2 separate regions of the Rattus norvegicus genome follow, and region 1 is linked to region 2. The links are chromatin contacts, called in public Hi-C maps. All regions are on one chromosome and are shown on one strand. Each heading gives the region's core, a stretch centred on a gene start, on an enhancer-like site or on the middle of the called end of the contact. The rest is flanking DNA. Distances are from core to core; before and after follow the strand shown. Region 1 overlaps Tenm3 (teneurin transmembrane protein 3). Region 2 overlaps Tenm3 (teneurin transmembrane protein 3).

Region 1 (6,889 bases), core at 2,746-5,245, 160 kb after region 2:
CTCAGAAATGTCTGTGATGTATTGACCATGAATAGCTTGTACCACATGACGGAAATGAAATTACACTCTTAACCCCTTCTCAACATGGACTGGTCTTTACAGGGGCACCAATAAATGACAAATTTGGAGAGTCTCCTGGTGCTTATTTTAGAAGTCAAACCAACCCAATTAGTATCTTGTTAGTAGATATAATGAGCCTATTTCTTTCTAAAAAGGCTTGTGGTCTGGACGTGCTTTTACAAGAAATAGTGACCTTGGGGAATATATAAACAAGAGATCTTTTTCTAAGAGTTTGGGGGGAGGTTGGGGACCTGTATAATGACAAAAATTAGCTTACAATAATGACAACAACAAAAAGTAAAAATAAAAACAAAAGAAATTGATATTCAAAGTATTTTAGGCAAAGCCAGTCAAGATGCTTTCATGATATTTTGAGATGTAAATTTTTGTCTGATTTGTATTGTTCTTTTCATTTGCCTTCTTAACTTTCTATGTGACCTGAATTTTCCATAACTTGATGACTATAGACTGCATCTAGGCATTCCAATAAAAGCCAACCCAATGTGTGTGCGTTTATATATTTTTTCATGTCTTGACTAGCCAGAATTGCTCTTAGGTTTCCTGCGGCTACAGAAGGAGGCAGATCTGGGGGTGCAATTCCTCTGCAAACCAAACTGATGATAGCCCTCATTACTACTGCATTGGGCTCCTTGTTTTGTTTTTGTATTTAGTTTCAAAATGAAAGCTTGGAGGAGCAGGCTTCACGGAGGTCTCTACCCTGGCCTACTTTAGAAAAAAATGTTAACTACACCTCCACAAAGCCCGACACTAACTGTAAAAGAAGAATTGAAAAAGGAAAAAATCACCCATTACTCCTGAAATCGGGTCTCATTCCTGTGATGTTGGCATTGAGTGTGCCTAATTAAAACACTTGATTAGAATAATCAGTTTGGGCCTGATAGGTCCTCAGCCTCCTGGAGATGTCTAAATCTACATAGAGACCGGCTGATTAGGGTTTGCTTTGCTCAGCAATTCCAGGCTGACAGACCAGGGCTTTGGTTTTAGTATGAAGAGGCAGACTTCCCCATGCTTGCCTCACAGTGACAACCTCAACTCGAGAAGGCGTGGATGCTACAGGAATCAGGTCACCCCGCTTGGCAAAAGGGTCTAGTTTCTCCTCAAATTAGAGTTTAGTATGCTCGAAGCCCAGGAACCCAGTAAGACATAGTACATTCCAGCCCCTCCTCTTGACAATGCTTTTCTTGTCTGAGCAAACTCAAAGAACAAAAGTGGACGTGAGGTTTTAGATAAAGAACTGGGTACCAAACCATTGCTGCTCACTCCCACGGTGAAATGTACATCCGTATTTAGATTCACTGCAAGTTACCTTACCTATTAGTCACGTGACCAGCCCCACAAGCACTTAAAGGAAACGAGGGGAGATTATCATGCCTTTGAAGCCCTAACCATACCCACTCCTCTCCCTGTTCACGGCCTTTTCTCTTGACTCAGCTGATCCCAAAAGCAGCCATTTCTCTGACCAGGTAGATCTGCTTGCTATCTGTGTAAGGTACTCTTTGGAATAAAAGAGTCCGGAAGAGGGAGCCTGAAGGAACTGATCCATGACACGTCTGTAACAAAAAGCACTTGGGCAGTGTCTTACAGGACACCACCCAACCCAGGTGACAAGGATGATATCTAGGCTCCTGCAGAGCGAGACAAGACCTCCCCCTTGAGCCTTGAAGGTCAGCTTAGCAGTATCATACCCCTTCCACAGATAATTCCATCACACACCGTCCTGAAGAGAAGTGACCTCAGCCTGCAGCTCCCATCCCCAGCGTGCAGTAAATTCTAGGTGAGGGAGAAGGAACTTAGAGAAATTTGAGCAAGTTGTCCAAGTGGATATCCAAGTGTGGGTGGGGTTCAAGTCAAAATGAGCAAGGATTCTCTGTCAGGTAGCTACCTTTCCTACCTTGCATAGTCTCCTGACGACAGCACCCCAGGTTCTGGTGATATTACCTGCCGTATTTGCATAAGTCATAAGACATGGGCTTTATGGCCAGTCTATCTGCCAATATTTCTAGCTCCTTGGCTCCATCATGTATAGAAACAAGTCTTCCATGCAATGTTAATGAGTGCCCATCATTTCTAAAGGAAGGACTAGAAATTTCTCCATAAATCTCTCGTTTGACTTTGTCATCCTACCAAGGTCATGTTAGAAATGACACGTTGTTTATATATTCCTACTCACCTTAACCACAGTGCGAACAAAGTACAAAAAAAAAATAAAGGTAGTGGTGTGACTACTGGAGTTTTCTGCCCTCCTTTCAAGCCTCAGAATGAATATCCTGTTACCACTTTTCTCGTTTGTTACGCCCTCTACAAGCAATGGTCTCTTGGTGTCACTTAATTACGAATAACTTTTAGGTAGCTAGAGTAAACCTTTTCATTTATGAACCAACTGAAAATGCTGCCATGGAGAAAGACAGGATTCCTAGAGCCTTGTGTACAGAGAATTTACTACAAACCGAGGCTGAGCTTAAAGTAACATCATTAGTCAGTTTAGAGATAATGGGCTCCACAAAGCAAATTTAATAAATCCTTCCGGGATCCAGGCAGAGGAAAATTAAAATTAGAAGTATAAATTGTTAGTTTTAGGCCAAGAGAGTGGCTCGCTTGCAGTCCTCCTGCCTATAGGGTGGAATCGTAAGTGGACACTGGCATCCACCTGCATTGGGAAGGAAGGTCCCATTCCTTTTATGTGTGTGCCAAGATTTCCTGAATTCCACCTAAATGACTACTTCCATCTCACATAGCTCTCCATGCATAAAGTGGACAGAATTTGCAAGTGGTCTGCTGGGTGGAAAGGCATTCCTTAAAATTTTCAAAACTCCACGTTATCAAGGTGAGGGGAGCGTAAGTACCCAAGGAGTGACAGTAAGTGAGAATAGAATGGCTCATAGAAACTCCGAGGGAGCACGCCAACTAGTCTCTTCCACCTCGGGTTCTTGTCACAAGGTGATGAGCATGGTGTAAGCAGAGATCCACTTCATCCCAACTTGCCCTCAAAGATAAACGGTGGGAAGCCTATTGTATCTAATTCAGAAAATACACCTTAAAAATCGTCCCCAGGTCCCCCAGTCTCTCTCTATAGTCCCCCTTTTCTATCCCTTAATTATCTTTCTGAAATGACCCCAGCAAGACCTGCCTGGGTTGTGTCCGAAAAAAAATTGCATCTGCTTTTCTTCATCTTCGGAGGAAAACCATGCTGGTTCATTGATAAGCCAGGTGATTTTGTCTGCTGAGGATATCATTGGGAAGGGGAGGTAGAGTCTTTCATCCCCAACTTATTGACAAAAGGTTATAAGCAAGCAGGTTTCAAAGTCTCACTTCAACTGGGACATTATCACCAAGCTCAGGCACGAGATTTAAGCGTCATTCTCAAGCACCGACAAAGCAATACTGCAAAACACAGAAAACTGAATGGAGGACAGGAAGAAGCGAAGGGTCGGGGCAGCCCGACTCACTAGAGGTAGGGAAGGGAGAGACCATCTTTCTACAAGTCGGTGCTTCTCAGTTTTCAGGACTCTGGCTTTTTGGAGGAGTGAGATCCTGTCCCAACATCTGGTGACACCCTAGAGGGGTGAGCCTCAGCAGAGACCTGTGTCTGGGTCATGGCGGCTGAGAGGCGCTTTCATGAAGGGCTCTTGCGCCCCCTAGCGATAGACGCCTTAGGTGTAGAAATCTATGCAAAAGCTGCAGCAAGGTCCAGAAACAGAAACAAAACAAAACATAAAAACAAAGGGAGACTTAAGCTCTCCCTCTGCTCGTCTCTGGATGGGCCAATTCAAATGACCCTCTCTGGTCCCATTCTGTTCTGTCCGTAGACTTTCACACGTAAAGCGATTCCTTCTGCTTCATGCACCGCCTCACTGAGACCTGGTCCTTGCAATCCTCACTCCCTTAAGATTTTCCCCCGCACGCCGTGCAGAAGCTCTGTCAAGCCGTGTTCCTCTCGCCTGGCAGATCATAAGAGGGCCCTTCCTCCCAGGAGTTGTCCGCGGGCTGTCTGAGTCCCGCAGCCCACTCAGAACACTGATTTCTGAAATACATTGTTTACTTTCTACTTTCCATGTTAACAGCCCTGTCGCTGCGAAGACTTCCCCCAGAAGGACAGATTATTTAAATTCAGAGTGGCATTTTTATTCCTGCCCAAGCTAGGCTCTCATGAAAGTGCTAGAATGACAGGCAGCCTGGAAAAAAATTCTTCCTGGCCCCGCCACTCCCTCCCTCCACTTGGCCTCACTTGCCAGGGTGAGAAAAAAAAAAAAAAGGACTTTCAACCTTTCATTCCTGGGTTGTCACACAGAAAAGCCAGTCCATGTTGATTTTAAGTGACAGCGTGTATCTACTTTAAGAAACCGTCCCTGGCTAGGTAGAACCTATTGCCATTTCTGGAGGCTCCTTGGGGACCCAAATATGTAGACTCATTCCCCCACTTTCTCTCTTAGATTAAAAAAAAAAAAAAAAAAGGAAGACTACAGATCACATGTGAAGCCAAAATATCATGGCAGACAGGATGAGATCGGAACCCCATAGCTTCACGAGAAGATAAAAAGTGGACCACTAGATGTCCAACTGAACATCTTGGCCTTCTGTGACAATACCACCAGTCCAGTCAGGCTGTCCATGGGAGGGGGAGGGGAGGGGGAGGGGAGGAGGAGGGGAAGGTGAGGGGAGGGTGAGGGGAGGGTGAGGGGAAGGGGAGGGGAGGGTGAGGGGAAGGGGAGGGGAGGGTGAGGCGAGGGTGAGGGGAGGGTGAGGGGAGGGGGAGGGGAAGGGGAGGGGAGGGGGAGGGGAGGGGGAGGCGAGGGTGAGGGGAGGGGGAGGCGAGGGTGAGGGGAAGGGAAAGAACAACACTCTTCTGCATGAGCCAAGTATGTCTAAGCTCATATCTTCACAGTTCTCCAGAAAGGATTTCTCGGGTGCTCCTGGGAGCTATAATCCCAGGGAGAGACAGACTCAGAGTTAGAACACACACACAGAGAGAGAGAGAGAGAGAGAGAGAGAGAGAGAGAGAGAGAGAGAGAGAGAGAGAGAGAGAGAGAGACCAAGAACACAGGGAGCCAGGTTCAGCAGATGATCTAGAAAGCCTTTGTTTTTCCCTGGCGCTGAAGCAATAGCTGGCTTCTTGCATGTTGCTTCCCTCACCTGGTCTCTGCCATGGTCCAAGGTGTCCTCCACATGCTGTCCCTTCCTTCTGTGACAGCTGCCATTCTCTCTGGTGGCTGCTTGGGAACCAGCTCTAAAACCCAAGTTGTGCAAACTGGCAGCATTCCAGATCCTGAGGTCCAGGTCATGAATCAGCACTCCATCGAAGTTCCCCGCTCTCGCTCCCAGACCTCCTCATCCACAGTCACACCTAGAGGCGGTGTTCTATGCCAGTAGTAAGGGCAGAGGAGGCAGGCTCCGGCTCGGGGCTCTTTGAAGGCAACAGGTTCCCAATTACTTCCCGCTCATTAAACTGTGGACGTAGCCTTGCTGGCTCTTGTAAATCAAAGAAAACACGACTAGCCTTGCCATGCTCCAGCTCTGTCTGCAGCCTCCGCCAATTAGCACTCTAGTTAATCAAACTTTAGAAGGTCCCTAGAGGGGCGGTGGAACTGGGAGCGGGCCGGAGCAGAAAAGACCCACTCAGTCTCGGCTTTGCCTGGCTGAAGGCAGCCACGTGTTTTCAACCAGTTTTCTCCATCTTTAAAGTGAGCAGCTCCATAAGCCGTGTGTGTGTGTGTGTGTGTGTGTGTGTGTGTGTGTGTGTGTGTGTGTGCGTGCGTGCGCGCGCGCGCGCGCGCGTGCACTGCGTGAAAAGAGGGTTGGCAGAAAAGTTAGGGCGAAGACTTCGGGATAGTTCTAGCTTGATGCCTTTTTACATCTCTGGAGGAGTTTCTAGATGCCCCATAGTTGAGGTCTCTGAGCTGTTAGGAGTGTTCCCTAGAAACAGGACTTTTCTCCCAGACTTCTATCATTCCACCATTGCAACTTCATCCTTCTAAGATGGTGCGAACAGTCGGTGATTTTTGAATCACGTGAGAATCCTATGGAATACTGTTCTACATTGTTCCGCCACCTCCCTGGCTTCAGCGTCCTTGGGTCTGTACCTGATGGACCACAATTTTGTTCCATTCTCCTGGCTGCCTCACAGCCCAAGCGTATACTGAGCCAGGAGGCGGTATGCATGCAGGAAGGGTCCTTACTCTGTCTGGCCCTGCTCAGTACTCTGAAATGTCTGGAATCTTCACAACACTACTAATGATCACCCCAGATGATCGCCAGAACCGAGACCACTTGATCCAGAACCAGGGGTAGCACATTGTGGTACTTCTTACCTGTAAGGATCACACTGTGTCTCAGCTGCTTTTCTCAGAGTGGCAAGAGCCCCCAAGAGGCTACGGAGTGAGAGAACCTCACAGTTATCTCATGTCTCCTTGGGAGGGGTGCATCCCCGAACCCCTGCAGAGCTGCCCTGTATAAACAGCGTCCCTCCCAGATCCAAACCCCTCATACTTGGTGAGAGCAACCCCCAACCCTCATTAGCATCTGGAATCGCACTGAGAAACTGATGATCCAGGGCAGAGCCCTTTAAAGCAGTGCCTGTGGTGACTCTGAAGACAGCCATCCCCTCACAACCATCAGTAGGATCCAGCTGCAACCCCAGATGGCTCTTACACTCTGACGTTCTTCACCTTCCTAATGCTGTGACCGTTAATGTAGTCCCTCGTGTTATGGTGACCTCCCCAACCATAAAATTCTTTTCATTGCTACTCCATAACTGAAATGTTGCTACTGCTCTGAATCATAATGTAAATATCTGTGCTTTCCGATGGTCTTA
Region 2 (6,273 bases), core at 1,146-3,645:
GTACTGTACAAAACTTCAAGTGTTGGCTTACCTTAGCTTCTACCATTGCTGTTCCTCCTCCATGGTCTACCTAGGCTAGCCGGGAAGCCATAATGTCGCCAGAGTGCTTTCAAACCCACAGCGGTGTTCTTCCTTTACCAGCCTGACTACAGGGTTTACAGTGTGGGCCACCAGCCCTGACCTCATCAGTATTGCTCCTGACAATCCAGTGAACCAAAACTTAATGGCCACACTTTTTCAAAAACGGAAGTGTTAAATCAGAAAATGAGTTCCTTGCTCATTCTTAGAGCCAGTGGGTCTTTTGTCGAGGGACCGTATCTGGATCATCTCCTTCTGAGCCTACATTGTCAGCTTTTGGCTGCACAGATCTGAGAGTTTGAAGGCAGCCCATGGACAGGATAATGAACACCAAGTGACAAAGGGGGTCACTTCCAGTTTGAGTTCTTGTTCTGTGCTATCTTGTGAGGAAGGTCTCGGCGGACATCGGAGTGTCTCTGATGGCTGTCCGACACTTCTTTCGTGGAAGTCAATTTTGTGGGCGTGCGTTTTTACTTGGGTTTGCTGATGTTGTCTCCCGTTCATTCCACTTGTCCTTGCTGTTGCTTTCTGTTCATGTTAAGGGTTGTGGTTAGCATCATGCAGTCAAATTTCCTCTTCAAGTCAGTGCAATCAAACTTTTGCAGGTCATTTCAAAGGAGAAACAATGAGACATATAAATGTGAAATAGCCTCTGTTAAAATAAAATAATACTGTAAAATGCTTCCAATCATATCACAGAGGAGATAGGTACTCTTTTTTTAATGTCTGGGAATCACTACTCCAGGAAATAGTTAAGTTGCCAGTCTTTGCTTTTGGGTGCTTCGAGCTGGATCAATGGTTCTCAACCTGTGGGTCTGGAGCCCTTTGTGGGTCCAAATACTGTGGTCATTAAGAAAATCTGCATATCATATATTTACATTACAGTTCATAACCGCAGCCAAGTCACAGTTACAAAGTAGCAAAGAAAATTCTTTTATGCTTGGGGATCACCACACCATGAGGAACTGAAGGCCTGAGAACCACTGCTCCTGATCTTTAAATCTTGCCATTAGTTAACTACAGTTCTCTTTGTAACAAGCTCTCAATGCACAGAGGGACTGAGCCTCTGTGAGTTGCATTGCGTTTGTAAATCGAACCTGACCGTATTATTTCAGCCATCTCAAATAATCACAACTTACATCTCTATTTTCTATTTCTGGAGTAGGGGTATTTTTAGACGCTTTTAGCTTCTTCGGAGTTCTTGCTCGCCTCAGAAAGGAGTCACACGTAGAGAAGAGATGCATGCCTAAAGCGGGAAAGTGGGCCATTTATTTTTAGACAAGGAGAGTGAGACCACCGAGTACAGAAGCAAGCTGACACCGGAAACAAATCTCCTGGAGCCAGACACTGCAGCTCCCGCCCGGTTTTGTTTTGAAAGCCGTCCACAGACACTCTAAAGTAATCATTAAATAACAGTTAAACGTATGTTAATGATTAGTTAATGATTAGGCCAAAGTGTTTCCCAGGGTGAGTGATCCCAGATGAGCCTGGGGTCACTGGCTTCCCAAGACATTGTCTCCACTCCATACTGAGGGCTGAGGTGACAGTCCAGGGTGCAGAGGTAAATGTCAGTCACAGCTGCCCTGGCCTGCCACGTGCTGATGTCGCAGTAGACTCCTCCCAGACAGTGGAACTTGATGGGGAAAAGCTCAAAGTTTTTGTTGTGTGAATGAGGAATATTATGTCACGTCAGCTGCCATGCCCCCAATGGTCACCGAAGTCATTTCCAATTTCCATTTGAAACTATATGTGTGCACATATGTGCTGAAAGGCGCTCGAGCGCGCACATACATGCATGCACGCATGCACACGAATCATTCTCCAGAAAGGGACCACCTTGTACTAGAATGGCAATGTTACAAAGGGGCTGCCTTGGTAGACTTTGTCATAATTCAATATACCAACATTCCTCTAAGAATTTTCATATTGTAATAGCTCGAACTTTTAATAATGGTAAATCATCTTAACATTTCAATGTTTCTCTTTTGGGGGCTGTGTTTCTATGTTCTGTGACTTTTTTGTGTATGTTTATGTGTGTGTATTGGGGACCTAGCCCCATCACTGAGCTACACCGCAGCCCTTCCACCACCTTCATAAAAATTCAGATGAAGCCGAGGGGAAAGCGCTCGCTTAGTTAAGTCATTAGCAAACAAAAACATTTGATGTGTAGTTCTGAAAGATGCTGTGACATAGGCAATCCCACGAAGGAGCCAGTAGTGCTACAAGACTCTGAGTAAGGAACCATGGGGCTTCGTGGCCAGCTGCTAGTAACTGTCACTAACGAATCCTCTGCCACCTTCCCGATAGAGGCCAAGCAGCGTTTTGGCAGGCAGCGACTAGTACACAAACCCCACAAATGATTTCATTCTGTACTTTGAATGCTCTTGAAATAGCCATATTCTTTAACACTGACAATTGGTCCTCCAAGATCCTGTGGGCCGGTAATGGCACGCCCCTTTTGGCCGGTTGAGTAAGGAGTATATTAGTAAGGCATTTTTTCTGTTAAGCAGGAGAAGGAAGGCTTCTTTCAATCAGTTACCCCTCCCCCCCCAAATTAGAAAAACCCAACAACAGTAGGAAAATAAGTCTACCATAGAAACGATAACTTCATTCTCTCTGTGACCGAAACAGTAGCTTTACTTTCCTCAGCCTCTACCTTGGCTGTCAGTGGGCAGCGGGGAAGACCACTACCTAGGTGTATCCATAGCAGTTTTATACTACATCTATGGAGTGAGAAAAGAAAAAAAATTACCTTTATTAGAAGAATTTTAAAAATCTCGTCATGCATAAAATAATATAAATCAAACAAGGCAGAAGGAAACATAGGAGTTAAATGTATTTATGTCAAATCAAGGCACATTGATGGCCATTCATTTATGTCCCACAACCAAAAAGAAAGGAGGGAGAAGAAAAACGTAGTAGACATATGAAATATAGGCAGCTGTTCCTTTACCTTTTCCTTCTTCCTTCCCCTCCCTACATCTGTTCATTCATAAAGCCTGTGATTTTATAATCACAGGGGAACTTGCCACATCAAACATTGGTGCTTTTGCATACAAAACCCCTCATGTAGTTGATAAAGAGAGTAATCTTTTGTCGCTTTGACAACCGGAAAACGTATGGAGGTGGAGAAATACTGACTTCAGAAAAACCCATATGTGGGTCAGCAAGGCGTAGGCTCTGAACTAATATTAGCCTTTAGAGATAATAACCAATAGTAATGGATTCAAATGCCAAAATATTGCCTAACGCATTCTGTCAACATGCATATAAACACAGCGGGAAATCCAAACAAAAGCTAATTTATGGGGAATGATGTCTTCCTAATGACTGCGTAGACCACGGGGGTCCACATTGTAAGCTACCGTCTGTACATGAGAGGGTCCGTCTTACGTAGAAACCTTGGTTGCTCTCTGGAAGTATGCATCAAGTATAATCACGGCCCCATATTTAGGAGTATTTTTCTTATTTTTTTTCCCTGTAAAACCTAGTCATTCCACACGTACATCACGTAGAGTTAGAGATTCATGAAGTTGAGTGAAAGCAAGATACGTACGCCAAGTTAAAGTCTTATTATACTTTGAACTACATAGGGTAGTATTTGAAATTTTAAAAAAAGGAGCAAAGGTGTGTTCTAGTATGTTGATATTTTATTGATACCCAGATTTTTTTTTATTCCCCCAAAGATTCCTAAATCTATTGACACGTCATAGAAGGTCAATCTAAAAGCAATCTAGAGACCATCTCAGGCAGACTTTGTAGATTTTCACCTAAATAAGCTGCAATGCCAGCTGGAATGCAGCAGACTGGAGGCCAGCACTCGACTCAGGTGCCTTTTAGTGTACACGAAGGCTATCCCGGCAGTCTGTGTTGCAACTGTCCCACTGACTGTAAAAAGGTCAGCTCTGGGTTTTATTCCTGCAGCTTCTATTGAGGGGTCTGTAACGAGTCTTCTGCCCACAGATTATTTGGGGGAACACATTCATGATGGATGAGAGAGGAAGGGACAGGATCGGGAAACTAGGCCTTTGCTCGCTTGGGTGAATATTCCGGATTTGGGACACTAAAGAAGACTGAATCGCAGACATTCAGCATGACGTCTCAGAAGCCGGTTCTCCCCACCAGACCTCAGTTCTCATATTATCTTGTGCCTCTTGTCTTTGCGAGATGGCTCCCTCGCTCCTGTAATATTAAACAGCATTTAGGCCATAATGGTGGGGCCTGCTAAGATCCTTTCTCAGTGTTGCCAGGAACTCGGAGTGTACTCCTCAGGCTTCAGGCTGCTGGTAGCAAAGGGGGCTGCCTCTGTGTTCCCTTCGCAACATCCCCTGTCATTTGCTCCAAGGTTCTGGCAGACGGCTGGACTCTGTCACCAGCTGTCACCAGCCGTTCTTCCCAGCCACCCTTGGCAGGATGCGAGGTCTCAGACAGCCAGTAGAAATAATAGTAGCTGTGGTAACAACTTCAGTGGCATGGTCCCCAGAGACAAGATCAAATTTGGCACCTTTCCTCTCAACAGGAATCTAAAAATGGCACTGAATTTGCTACTTGGTGGTATATAATTTTATTTAATTACACATTTTTTGGTTTCAAGTGTTCTACATGCTCGTTGCTAAGTGTCAAATGAACTTACACTGGTAAAACACTGGCATTTCCCGCTCTTATGAGGAGGTAGGTGGTAGCAGTAAAGCCGTGGGTTTCTTAATCTCCATCCACCTTGAAAACATGGAGAGGATGCATGCTGTGATTTTCCCCACTGGAATAGTCCTCAGATCTGAAAGAAAACCCCTTCGTAAAATTTTACTGATGCATCTTTACCAACACACTGTCTCAAAATTATTTTCAATTCATGAGGGCCCCCCTCCCCTTTAACTTGTACTAGAAAAACCCACCAAGGGCAAAAACCTAAGAGATTATAGAGAGAATGTTGGTCAACTATGTAAGAAATACTTTAATTTTTTTTTCAAAATCATAAAAATTGGTTACAGTCCAAGGATACGATAGCCAGCCTAAAACGAGACATTCTGGGGCTGGCGAGAGGGCTCAGCGGGTAATGGTGCTTGCAGCTCCAGCCTGGAAAAGTCTGTTCAACTCCTGGAACCCACGTGACGGTGGAAGAAGAGAAACAACTTGACAGAGTTGTCCTCCGATCTCCACACATTCGCCATGATGGATGTGTGTGTATCCATACACACAATAATAATAATAATAATAATAATAATAATAATAATAATAATAATAGAGAATTGTTGTAAAGAAACAGTTTGGAGGAGGCTGCTTGACTGGAGCAAAGGTTTTGATGATCATCTTTGGCTTAAACACCATGTAAGCCGCTCAGAGAGTTGATATTATAACTTTTTATCACTCACATTAGTTTCTATTTTGTGAGGGGAAAATGGCAGATGTTACAACTTAATTTAAAATTGCACTGCAAGGGAATCATCTAAGACAGTGATCCTCATGTGGTGACCCCAACCAGAAAGTTCTTTTCGTGGCTATTTCATAACTGCAATTTTGCTACAGTTATGAATTGTAATGCAAATAGCTGGGTTTCCTGGTCATCTTAAGTGACCCCTATGAAAGGGTTGTTTGACCACCCCAAAAGGGTCATGACCCATATGTTGAGAGCCACCGATCTGAAAGATCTATGGTCTACAAGGCCCGTGTTTCTGAAGTGGAATAGCTTCCTGAGAACTCAGGATCACACACAGAACATGGAACTCCCTGATTCTTCCAGGACAGAAAACACTTGGGGACCCTTCGTCTCCAACCCACAGCACTGTGACTGCAGGTTCAGGCCACCACCCCCAGACTGTTATATACCGGGATCCAGATGCAGGTCCTCACGCTTGTGTGGCAAGCATTCTAACAGCTGAGCCTTCTCCCAGCCCAGGGTTTGCATTTTGATGACAAGTAATGAAAGCTAGGGTTTCTTAAGTATTACCACAACTCTATGGCCTTTGTGACCACCACCTTTAATTTTAAAATAAATGTATATAAAACAGTCATAATTTCTGTTCCAGGGGCAACAAAACTGAGCAGTTAGGAAATGAGATAATAACTCGGAACCCGTTAATTTACAGAGCTGTGATTCAACCTTGGCTTGTGTTGACCCCACTGCCACACCTTAACTGATATGGTGGAGAAAAGGGGGAACCCAGAAAGCCAAATAATGACAGGGTTTTCTAGGGATGC

Evidence for each region. A called contact is a pair of places that touch in the nucleus more often than the background predicts.
Region 1: a contact with region 2 is called in a Hi-C map of liver, with 4 times the contacts expected there. The contact joins two enhancer-like sites. A contact is called at or near these places in 2 of 12 Hi-C or Micro-C datasets (frontal cortex and liver).

The regions. Positions count from the first base shown.
Region 1 is chr16:50,710,781-50,717,669 of GRCr8, forward strand. It overlaps Tenm3 (teneurin transmembrane protein 3), which reads left to right. Exons shown (of 29, transcript NM_001169133.2): 29 at 1-572. Among named protein-coding and RNA genes, the nearest start is that of Dctd, 120 kb to the right of the region's middle. Within about 2 kb of position 3,996, at least 26 of the 93 cell types and tissues checked have an H3K27ac peak or open chromatin away from gene starts, as enhancers often do. A contact at or near this core is called in liver, where this site is marked.
Region 2 is chr16:50,551,931-50,558,203 of GRCr8, forward strand. The region is part of intron 4 of Tenm3 (teneurin transmembrane protein 3); the gene reads left to right. Among named protein-coding and RNA genes, the nearest start is that of Dctd, 280 kb to the right of the region's middle. Within about 2 kb of position 2,396, at least 4 of the 93 cell types and tissues checked have an H3K27ac peak or open chromatin away from gene starts, as enhancers often do. A contact at or near this core is called in liver, where this site is marked.